Regions from separate parts of the Mus musculus genome. Here region 1 is linked to region 2. Evidence: chromatin contacts called from public Hi-C data. All regions are on one chromosome and are shown on one strand. Each heading gives the region's core, a stretch centred on a gene start, on an enhancer-like site or on the middle of the called end of the contact. The rest is flanking DNA. Distances are from core to core; before and after follow the strand shown.

Region 1 (5,249 bases), core at 1,133-3,632, 44 kb before region 2:
TTGAGGAAATGCCTCCATGAGATCCAGCTATAAGGCATTTTCTCAATTAGTGATCAAGGCTGGGAGGGCCCAGCCCATTGGGGGTGGTGCCATCCCTGGGCTGGTAGTTCTGGGTTCTGTAAAAAAGCAAACTGAGCAAGCCAGGGGAAGCAAGCCAGCAAGCACCCCTCCATGGCCTCTGCATCACCTCCTGCCTCCAGATTCCTGCCCTGTGTGAGTTCCTGTCCTGACTTCCTTTGGTGACGAACAGTAATGTGGATGTGTCAGCTGAATAAACCCTCTCCTCCCAACTTGCTTCTTGGTCATGATGTTTTGTGCAGGAATAGAAACCCTGACTAAGACAGCCATTATAAGGTCATGTCCAGCCGCACAGTAGCACCTGGAATCCTTCCTCATGGTAATGAGGTATCCCTAGCACCCTGGCCCTGGCCAATGATGTTCACTCACCCTGAAAGCCTCCATCCCCTCGAAGGTTTAAATAGCGTTTATTCCCTCCATTAAATGAGCTGCCTCACTGAAGCTCTCTCCTAAGAGTCCGTTCTCAATGTGCTCACTGCCACCTGAGGTCTCTTGCTCCTGGTTGTCCTGCCTCGGTTTCTCTCTCAGGATCTACCAGTTGCAATAGTAGCCAATCACATGTACTCACATACATAAAATAAATAAATAAATCTTAAAACAAGATATTTTCAAAATATTTCATTTGTTTTTAAAAAAAGACATTTTAACCTTATAAAAGATTTGTTTTTTAAATGTGTGTGTGTTTGTTTGTCTTTTTTTTTTTTAAAGAATTTATTTATTTCATGTATGTGAATACACTGTCACTGTCTTCAGACACAACAGAAGAGGGCATCAGATCCCATTACAGATGGTTGTGAGCCACCATGTGGTTGCTGGGAATTGAACTCAGGACCTCTAGGAACAGTAGTCAGTCCTTTTAACCACTGAGCCATCTCTCCAGCCCTGTGTTTGTTTTGCTTGCATAGATGTGTGCCTGTCTGTCATTCACATGCTGAGGCTGTAAAAGGGCATTGGACCCCTTGGATGAAGAGTGATAAGCAGCTGTGAGCTGTCCTATGGGTGCTGGAAATTGAATCTGGGTCCTTTGGAACGGCAGCCAGTGTTCTCCATTGAGGAGCCTTCACTTCCGTCCCCATGTTTAACCTTTTATGTGAGAATTGATCTGCACCCTTTCCTCCCAGGAGCAGTAAAGTAAAAACACTGGGAATACTTTTTCAAGTGTCACACTGCAAATCAAGTGTGTTATTCACAAATGAAGTATACAGCTTACAGAAGACATGAATTCCTGGCCCAGTCTTGGTCCTAACAGAATGCAAGCAAAGTCAAATGTATTCCCATCTTTTAACACCCTCCGATTCTTCCTGAGCGGACAGTGAACCTTGGACTTGGAGCAGAGTTGAGTGTGGGTGTTTTCAGCTTTCTCTCATGGAGCAGAGCAGGGAAGTGTTTTTGAGACCTCTGAGTGGCTACCTCTCCAGGTCCACTTTTCTCATAGTTATTATCCATTTCCGGGGAGGCGGATGCTCCTGTATTTAGTCCTGTACTAGTGTGGAGCCCGCCTGACTCCACTGCTAATTAAAGGGAGAAAGATTAACTATCAGATCCTCTCTGTGTGTGGGAGGTATGGTAGTGGTTCTTAACCTGTGGGTCACGACCCACGAAGGCGCCTACCTGGCTTCATGGTTCATTGAACTGTGCCCTTCCCCCCAGCCTTGAGCAGGCAGAATCAGACTTTGTTTCTGCCACAGTTGGCTAGCCCACCTAGGGTGGAGTCTTCCAATCTAGGTAAAGTCTATTGTGTGCCACATCTGCAGCTTCCTGCAAGAAGCCACCACCTGCTAACAGGCTGCCTGAGCTTGCTTTCCTGATAAAGCAATGAGAGTCTGGCAAAGTGGGGGATGGGTCTCCCCCCTTTAAATTCAAGTATGTGGGAATGGGAGACCGACTGCGGTGTCCTTGGGAGCCAGAAGAGGGCAGCAGACCCTGGGAGCTGTACTACAAGAGGTTGTGAGATACCAAACCTGGGTGCTGGGAACAAACCCAGGTCATCTGCAAGTGCAGTAATTACTGTTTTAACTGAACCATCTCCAGCCATCAATCTTCATTCTTTCCCCCCTTCTCATCCTCAGCCCCCACCACACTCCTTGATTCAGGCAATGCTCCTGCCTCAGCCTCCAAGTGCCACAATTCTGTAATCAAGTAAAAAGCGCAGAGGAAGTGCTGGAAACAGGTGACCTCCTTTCTGGGAACCCCGTGGAATTCCCTTTTAGAGTTCAACCTACAGGGAGGTGTTCCGGTGGTGGTGGGTACGGAGGCACGCTCAGATCTCGGACTACAACTCCCAGCATGCCCCGCGGATCTTCGAGTCAGGTCTCGCGCGACCTGCGACAGTCTCGGGGTGGTTTGGGGGTTCGGTTGCCGGCCGGCGACTGTCCTCCGTAGGGGAGCGTTCGTCGCGCTCTCACGATGGCTCTGCTCTGTTCAGCCCAGCAGCCTCTTGGGCCATCTGGAGCCTCGGAGCCTCTTTAGTGCGGGAAGTCGGGCCGCAGGCGGCGGGCGAGCAGGTAACCGACCGCGGCCTGGCGGAGCTGGGGGCAGCCTGAGTTCCGGGGCGCCGCGGCCTGGGGGGCCTGGAGGGGGGCTCTGTTCCACCCTAGCGGGGCTCGAGGGACACCAGAAAGACCCGCACAGTGAGCCTCGGAGCATCTGCTCGCTGCGAACCAGCCGGCTTCGCCTTGAGGGGTGGGACCGTGGGAAGGTCGGGATTGGCTTTACACATCTCAGAGGCTTTGTTTTGCACCTCCTGCGAGAGAGTCGTGGGCTTGGGGTCGCTAAGGGAGAGGGAAAGGGCGTGTGTCTGGCTTGCGGATGTCCCTAGGACCGCAGTGAACTTGAACAAAAATCTGGACCAATAATGCCTGCTGTGCAGCGCCGCGGGTTTGTTTTCAAGACAAGGGTTGTGTGAGAATGCGATGACTTTTAGTGATGCCGAGTTGGTCTTCTATGCTGGCATAGCTCATTTCTGCCAAGGGGAAAGGCTGCTATGTAATCCGGCTGGGGAGTGGTCGGATGTTCGGTGGACTTAGGGGCGCTGTACCAACCTTGCTTGTTTATTGTTACTTAGAGCCTCTGGATGGACCCTTCCTCAGAAGCTTCGCTAATTTGCAGAAGCTGGGCAATGCTCCTCATTAACATCTGTCTGTCTGCATAGTCCGGCGTCATTTCACTGTGGTAAGGTGTCTGTCTAAACTGAGGTTTGGCTTTCTCCTCTCGGGTGTTCAGAGGAGCCAGCCATAGGATACTGGCAAACTAGTGGACTTTATCCTTCCGGGGGTGTGTTTGTCACTCATTGGTTCTAGCGTGTGTATGTGTCAACCTTACTTACCAGCCATAAGTCTCTGCGTGTCTGTCAGAGCACTGGAATGACCCTCTGCTGTGCAACATAAGAAAATGCCCTATGTTATTTTTATTAGGTGGAAGGGACTCAGCTCCGAATTACGTATAGAAAAAAACACCTGGATCCCTGTCTTTCAATGGCTTCAAGACAACCAGAAGTGCCTGGTAAACTTAAGTTCTTATTGGTTAAGTCTGTACCCCCACCCACATCCCCCAGAGAGCTTATTTTCTCAGAATCCTTAGTACTGATCTTCTTTAGTATTAGGTCATCACCTTCTCAGCCGTGGTATACACCCTGACCTTGGCTTACAGCCTCTTGCCATAAGTGTCTTTTGTGAAGAGTAAACACTTTTTGTTTGTTTTTCCAGAGACAGGGTTTCTCCGTGTGGTTCTGGCTGTCCTGAAACTCTGTATTTAGACCAGGCTGTCCTTGAATTCACAGAGATCTTACCACCTCTACCTCCCAAGTGCTGTCTTTAAAGGCGAAATCATAAGTGAAGTTCAGAGTTGCTGCTAAATCTACATCTACTGTTTTTTTTTTTTTGAGACAGAGTCTCCCTTTGTAGACTTGGCTGTCCTGGAATTCACAGAGATCCTCCTGCCTCTGCCTCCTGAGTTCTGGGATTAAAATGCATGTACACTGCACCTGGCTCAAAAAAGTTTTTGGGCAGGCAGTGGTGGTGCACGACTTTATCCCAGCACTTAGGAGGCAGAGGCAGGTGGATTTCTGAGTTCCAGGACAGCCAGGGTTACACAGAGAAACCCTGTCTCGAAAAACCAAAAAAAAAAAAAAAAAAAGTAGATGCCAGCGGCTTTATTACTATTGTCTTTATGAAGCCATTGGACAAGGTGTTAGACACTGTTTGAAGTCGCTCCCCAGTTAGGCAGGTTAATGGAAGCTTCCTCCATGTACCCTAATACCATTTGTCTCTACCATCACGTGTGTCTTCCACTTACACTGGACTCTCTAACGCCCTTGTCACCATGCAGAGCTATGTGTGTGCTCATGAGCTTAAGGCTTTGTAGCTGGCAGCAAGGAGTGAGCCCTGGCTCAGTGTCTCCTGCGCATTTGCTAGCCGTGTGGTAGTGCTTAGGTTCCGTAGCACGGTTTCCTGAGCTGGGAAATGGGAAAGAGTTTACTTAGAGAGGAGTAGATAGAAGGAGGGCTCTCAGTGCCAGGTCATTTGTGTTTGCATGTCTTTTTCCCTTGAGATAGCAATGTACATACTGTAAATTCACCTAGAGTGGGTGATTTCATGGTTGGTGTGTTCATAAGGTTATGCATCCATCAAATTAATCTACTTACAAAGCATTTTCATGCCCCCAGAAATACTTTGTACCCATTAGGAGAAACACCTCATTGCCCTCTCCCTGGCCCTTGGCAACTAGTAACTTCTTGGGCTTGTTAGTTATTAGTATTGGTGATGGTCACATGGTAGCTCTGGGTCCCCTTGCTGTTTAAGTCAAACTTGGCAGGGTTTGAGCCTTGCTGCCAGGCAGGTTTCTACCTTGACGAGTGCGATTATGTAACAGGAAAGTATCACCTTGAAGGCAGGTTCTGGATCAGTGACCAGACAAGTGAAGCCTGCTCTCTGCTCTGGCACAGCTCAGAGTACACACAGCTGAAGCATGACGCCTCTGTCACAGCTGGACGTGCCAGCAGTCAGCTGTCGTGGTCAGGAATGGCAGGCTCAAGCTGGCGGTGTTGATGAGAGTGCCTGTCAGTAATGCCTGTGGTGGAGACGTTTAAATCTTCAGAAAGCTAGGAACTAGAGGGCATGCCAGGCCCCAGACGAGGAACTGTTCCTTGTAGTTTTCTTTGGAGGGGGGACACA
Region 2 (4,883 bases), core at 2,134-4,633:
TAAGCCTTGAGGTGTGCTTGGCATATTCTGCTGAGGGCACGGTACATTTTGGGTAGAGCATGGCACTTCTTGAGGTGGTTGAGGCAAAGCTTGGAGTTGGCACTGTAAAGTTTGTGATGGGCATGACAAAGCTTGAGGTGGGCATGACAGGGCTTGTGGTGGGCATGAGGAAGCTCGTGGTGGACATGGTGAAGCTGTTTGTGGGCATGATAAGGCCTGTAGCGGGCATAGCAAGCCTTGTGATTGACAAGGCACATCTTGCTGTGGGCATGGCAAAGAGGCCCTCTGATTGCTTGTGGAGGAGAAGGAGCTAACATCTGAAGAGAGCTGTAGGCTTGTCAAGAAGCTGAGGTCACCTTTATATGTGATTGAGCTACAGTTTGGTTCTGGTGGATAAACAGAGTCCTGGCTGATAGATGTAGGGGGTCGAGAACCTTCAAACAGGTTTTCCTCTAGCAAATCCAAATCTACAGGATCATTGTTAATGATTCTCTGTGCTGCAGGCTGAGAGCCTCTATCTTCATGGGCTTCCATCACTTCTTTGCCCGAGAGACTGGTACATGTCTGAAGACTGGTTGGCTCCTTCTGAGAGGAAGCTACAGGTTCTAAAGTCAAATCAAGAGTGGCAATAGGCCTATTTTCTTCCTCATTTCTTGTTAGATCAATCACACAGAGTCCATTCCGGTCTTTTGTCCTTGCTCGGTTTTCTCTAGTTAAGTCAATGAAGTCCTGTTAAAGATTGTGAGAAGGGAGAAGAGTGAGAGGGGAGTCCAGTAACTTGATTCTAGAAATCTAAGGTTTTAGCTTTTAACAACAGACATCACTTTATCTTTCCATGTCACTGATATTTCTACATGTTTGCAGTGCTAGTGATTAAATCTAGGGACTTGTGTACACTGGGTAAATGCTCTAGATCTGAGCTATATCTCTAGCCTTCTATGCATCATCTCAAGTATTAGTTTATTTTCTTTTTTTTTCCTTCCTTTCTTCCTTCCTTCCTTCCTTCCTTCCTTCCTTCCTTTCTTTCTTTCTTTTTTTCTTTTTTTTGTTTTTGTTTTTCGAGACAGGGTTTCTCTGTATAGCCCTGGCTGTCCTGGAACTGACTTTATAGACCAGGCTGGCCTCGAATTCAGAAATCCGCATGCCTCTGCCTCCCAAGTGCTGGGATTAAAGGCGTGCACCACCACTGCCCGGCTTAGTTTATTTTCTTTAGTTAACATTTTGCTAGTGTCAAAGCTGTCAACGTCTATAGATTCATAAATCATCCAAATGCTAAATGTGGGAATGCAATGGAATTTTTTCCCCTTAGATTCAAGAAAGACAGGTTTGTAGTAGAGAAATTCCACCCTTGACCAACAGAAAGCAACTTTTGCTTGGAGAAGCCAATTCCCGGGATAATTTGCAACAGAGGCTAAGCAAGGCTTTAAGTTAATATGAGGACCCAGATGCTAAGAACATGCTTGAGTGTTTGTCACTGGACTTGGGAGTTCCAAAGATTCATGGCTTCATTAGAGAAAGTTCTCAAGGACACACATATGAATAGAAACAGATTTACTAAGAAAATAATCAAAAGTACACTTCTAAAAAGGAAAGAAAATAGGAAACTTAGCTGGATAGTTGAGTTTTTAAGGGCTGTAGAAAAATTTTCCATTAGTCTTATCCATATTTATGTGTAAATTTTTCTGGAGATTAGGAGGGCATTTTGGGTCTCGGAGGGAAGGTTTGGCTAAACGCAGGATGTTTAGAATCAAACTATTGATCTGAAAGGCAGCATTCATGTAAAAATACAGCTATACTGGAAAGCATAAGAAGCTGATGGGGCTTCTGGGTCTTGGAATCTCCTGTAGAACATAGCTAACTTCTATCACAGAGCACAACCAACTATAAGAGTAGGATTTTGTGCAGTCTGGATCTGGATGAAGCCATAACCATCAGGTTAAATTTACATCCAATGGGCTGGAGTGATGGCTCAGTAGTTAAGAGTATTGGCTACTCCCAGCATCCACAGGGTGTCTTTTCTACTCTCCATAGGCATAAGACACACATCTGGTACACAGATACAGTACAGGCAAAACACCCATACTTATTATAACCCATTATCTTGTCTCCCTGATTACACATGTCACTTTTCTATGATTTCTTAAATTTCACAATGATACTGCAGGATAGCATTGCCATCTCCATTATATACATGCAAAATCAGTTTTGAGGGACCAGGTGATTTACCCAAGGACTACACAGCTAAGTAGTAGTGGCAGACATTCAAATCCACTGTCCGCCTTGCCTGTTAAGGGCCTAGGGATATGTTCCTTTTTCCAATATGTAACCAGCTCTATCGCCTTTGTTTTGCTGAAACAGGATCTCACTTTGAAGCTCTGGCTAGCCTGGGACTCTCTATGCATACCAGGCTGTTTTTAAGAAAACCTCAATCATTTGATTTTTCCAATGACGACTCAGGAGCCAGATGCTGAGGTGAAGGCCTCCTAGCTCAGAGAGGCAGAGAAAGCACCCAGATGACCTTCCTCTATAGGTCTAAAAGAAAGAGGACATCCCAAAAGAAAGTTTTTCTCCATGCCCCGTCAAAAACCCTCAAACTGAATGTCCCTCCCTTCTACTTCCAGTGCATCTCTATATATCCTCCTGACTTACTCTTGCTGTTTTTCCTCCATGTTCACTCCTTATCTACTGGTTATTTGCTCCACCTCTCAACCTATTTAATCTCGTTTACAATAAACAGAAAGCTCTTGAATTAAAGGTGTGTGCTAGAGTTGAGCCACACCACAACTAGAAAAATGTTTTTTTTTCCCCCCTCTAGTTAATAATACAATCTTGGGGTTGGGGGTGGGGTGGGTTTACAGTGTATGTGATCAAATACCCTACAACAGGGGCCAGAGAGATGGCTCAGCAGTTAAGAGCACTGACTGCTCTTCCAGAGGTCCTGAGTTCAAATCCCAGCAACCACATGGTGGCTTACAACAATTCCCAGGAACCACGTGGTGGCTCACAACCATATGTAATGGGATCTGATGCCCTCTTCTGGTGTGTCTGAAGACAGCGACAGTGTACTCACATACATAAATTAAAAAAAAAAAAATCTTTGCCTTATCATAGGCCTGCAAACCAAACCTTTGACCTCTTTTTTAAAAATCCTGCAACATTTCCCCCTTTTTGTCTAAATAAAAAGGAAAGAGTTTAACTCTAACAAAATAAAACTATTTACAATAATGAAGACATTTCTGCCAAGCTTTCCACAATGTCCAGCATTGTATTGTATTTGGCAGGCCTAGGATGGAGTAATTTGAGTTCAAAGTTCTGTAAAATGTTCCTGTCAGTCTCCTATGAACTCAGCAATTTCAATGTCCTGAGCAGGTTGTAGTCCAAACCTGATCTTTGGGTGGTGTTTGTCACCTTAGTGGCAATCCTGGTTAGGTAGAATATAGCAGTCAACCCAAAGGTGTCCACTGTTTGCACTGATGCTGGCAGCAGAAGTGGCATAGGGCAGTTTTGTCCAGTGGTTGATGTTACCACAATGCAGGAAGATTGGCTGTTACAGGGCCCCATCATCTTCTCAGAGATCACAAGGTTATTGTTATTGCTTGGTAGAAGACTTAAACATTTTAAATGCCATATTCAGCAGATCTCTGAAAGATTTGAGGACCATGATGTATTAAGTATATCTGAAGTACACAAACTTTGTTCCTAGTTACCTGCTTCAGACTCAAACCTGAAAACAGCACGGGAAGCAGGTGAAGCTTATTTCTAGAATTAGTTAATATTCTGTATAACTCCTAGTATGACAGTAAGTCTATATACACATAATAATCTTACATATTTTTGAGATAATATTTATAGCTTAAGGAAAGTTTTAGAGTGTCAAATGAAGATCAAAAGATTATGAGAGTAGTGGTACTAGAACAGTCCCTTATTTCTTGTTTTCCTCTGTCCTATATGAGGAGGCTCCTCTGATATGAGACAGAGATTTGGGATTTCCCTTTAACAAGCATGTGTGGGTTTAGAGAAGGAGAGCTATGCTCAAACCCCAAAGCCAGCTTTAATTTTTTTATTTGTTTGTTTGTTTGTTGAGACAAGGGTTCTCTGTGTTGCCCTGGCTGACCTGGAACTCACTCTGTAGACCAGGCTGGCCTCGAACTCAGAAATCTGCCTGTCTCTGCCTCCCGAGTGCTGGGATTAAAGGTGTGCGCCACCATGCCTAGCTCAGCTTTAATTTTTAATTGAATTGGGACCACAGAAAGAGCATTTGCCACTCTGTCTGCAGAGGGCAGCAGAGATGAGCTGGAGGTGGGCGGTGCCACTTGGCCATCTATCTTACTGTTTCTTGATGATCAGTTCTTTCCTCAGATGTTTCACTTGTCCAGTGGTCTCTAGATTCCCTATTTGGATGTTTTTATTCTCCTTGAAAGATAAAAGAAAACCCTGCCCCAATGTTAACTCTGGGGGTGGGATTTTTTCTTTTTCTTTTTTTTTTTTTTTTTTTTTTTTTTTTGTGCAGGTTATATCTTTCCTAGGGCAAAATGTATTTTTGGCAACAGTAGGAAATTCTTTTTGAGTTTTAATCACTGTAATTTTTGTGTGCTTGCTTCTGCCTCTCAAGTGTTGGGATTAAAGGATTAAACCCAGCCACTGTCTGGCTATGGATTGCTCACAATAGTTATTCTCATAGAGTTGTCCTGGTTTAATTTGGTGCCCCATTTCCCCTTATTTTTTAGTGCTAGAGGTAAACTTTCAAGGTTTTCAAATGTGTAATCTATCATCCATGCTAATTTATTCTGAATTTGTTCCCTGGCAAATTTTAACATTCTAGAACTAGACAAACATGATGCCAATTTGTTCACTATTTCATTATTTTCTGATGTTTATGTTTG

The links. A called contact is a pair of places that touch in the nucleus more often than the background predicts.
Region 1: a contact with region 2 is called in a Hi-C map of liver, with 2.0 times the contacts expected there. The contact joins the promoter of 4833439L19Rik here to the enhancer-like site in region 2. A contact is called at or near these places in 3 of 39 promoter capture datasets (epiblast stem cells, liver and macrophages), 1 of 15 datasets of contacts at CTCF or cohesin (CD8 T cells), 17 of 484 Hi-C or Micro-C datasets (8-cell embryo, the CH12 cell line, the G1E-ER4 cell line and 7 more), 7 of 115 datasets of contacts at active chromatin or transcription factors (the SCID.adh cell line, T-cell acute lymphoblastic leukemia, embryonic stem cells and 2 more) and 3 of 9 other capture datasets (adipose tissue, liver and pancreatic islet).

Annotation. Positions count from the first base shown.
Region 1 is chr13:54,562,515-54,567,763 of GRCm38.p6, reverse strand. 4833439L19Rik (RIKEN cDNA 4833439L19 gene) reads left to right here and starts at 2,382. Exons shown (of 9, transcript NM_133797.4): 1 at 2,382-2,582; 2 at 3,143-3,249; 3 at 3,492-3,579. The coding sequence starts at 3,552.
Region 2 is chr13:54,519,816-54,524,698 of GRCm38.p6, reverse strand. Simc1 (SUMO-interacting motifs containing 1) reads right to left here. Exons shown (of 10, transcript NM_176987.4): 2 at 1-729. Among named protein-coding and RNA genes, the nearest start is that of Simc1, 18 kb to the right of the region's middle. Within about 2 kb of position 3,383, at least 2 of the 459 cell types and tissues checked have an H3K27ac peak or open chromatin away from gene starts, as enhancers often do. A contact at or near this core is called in liver, where this site is marked.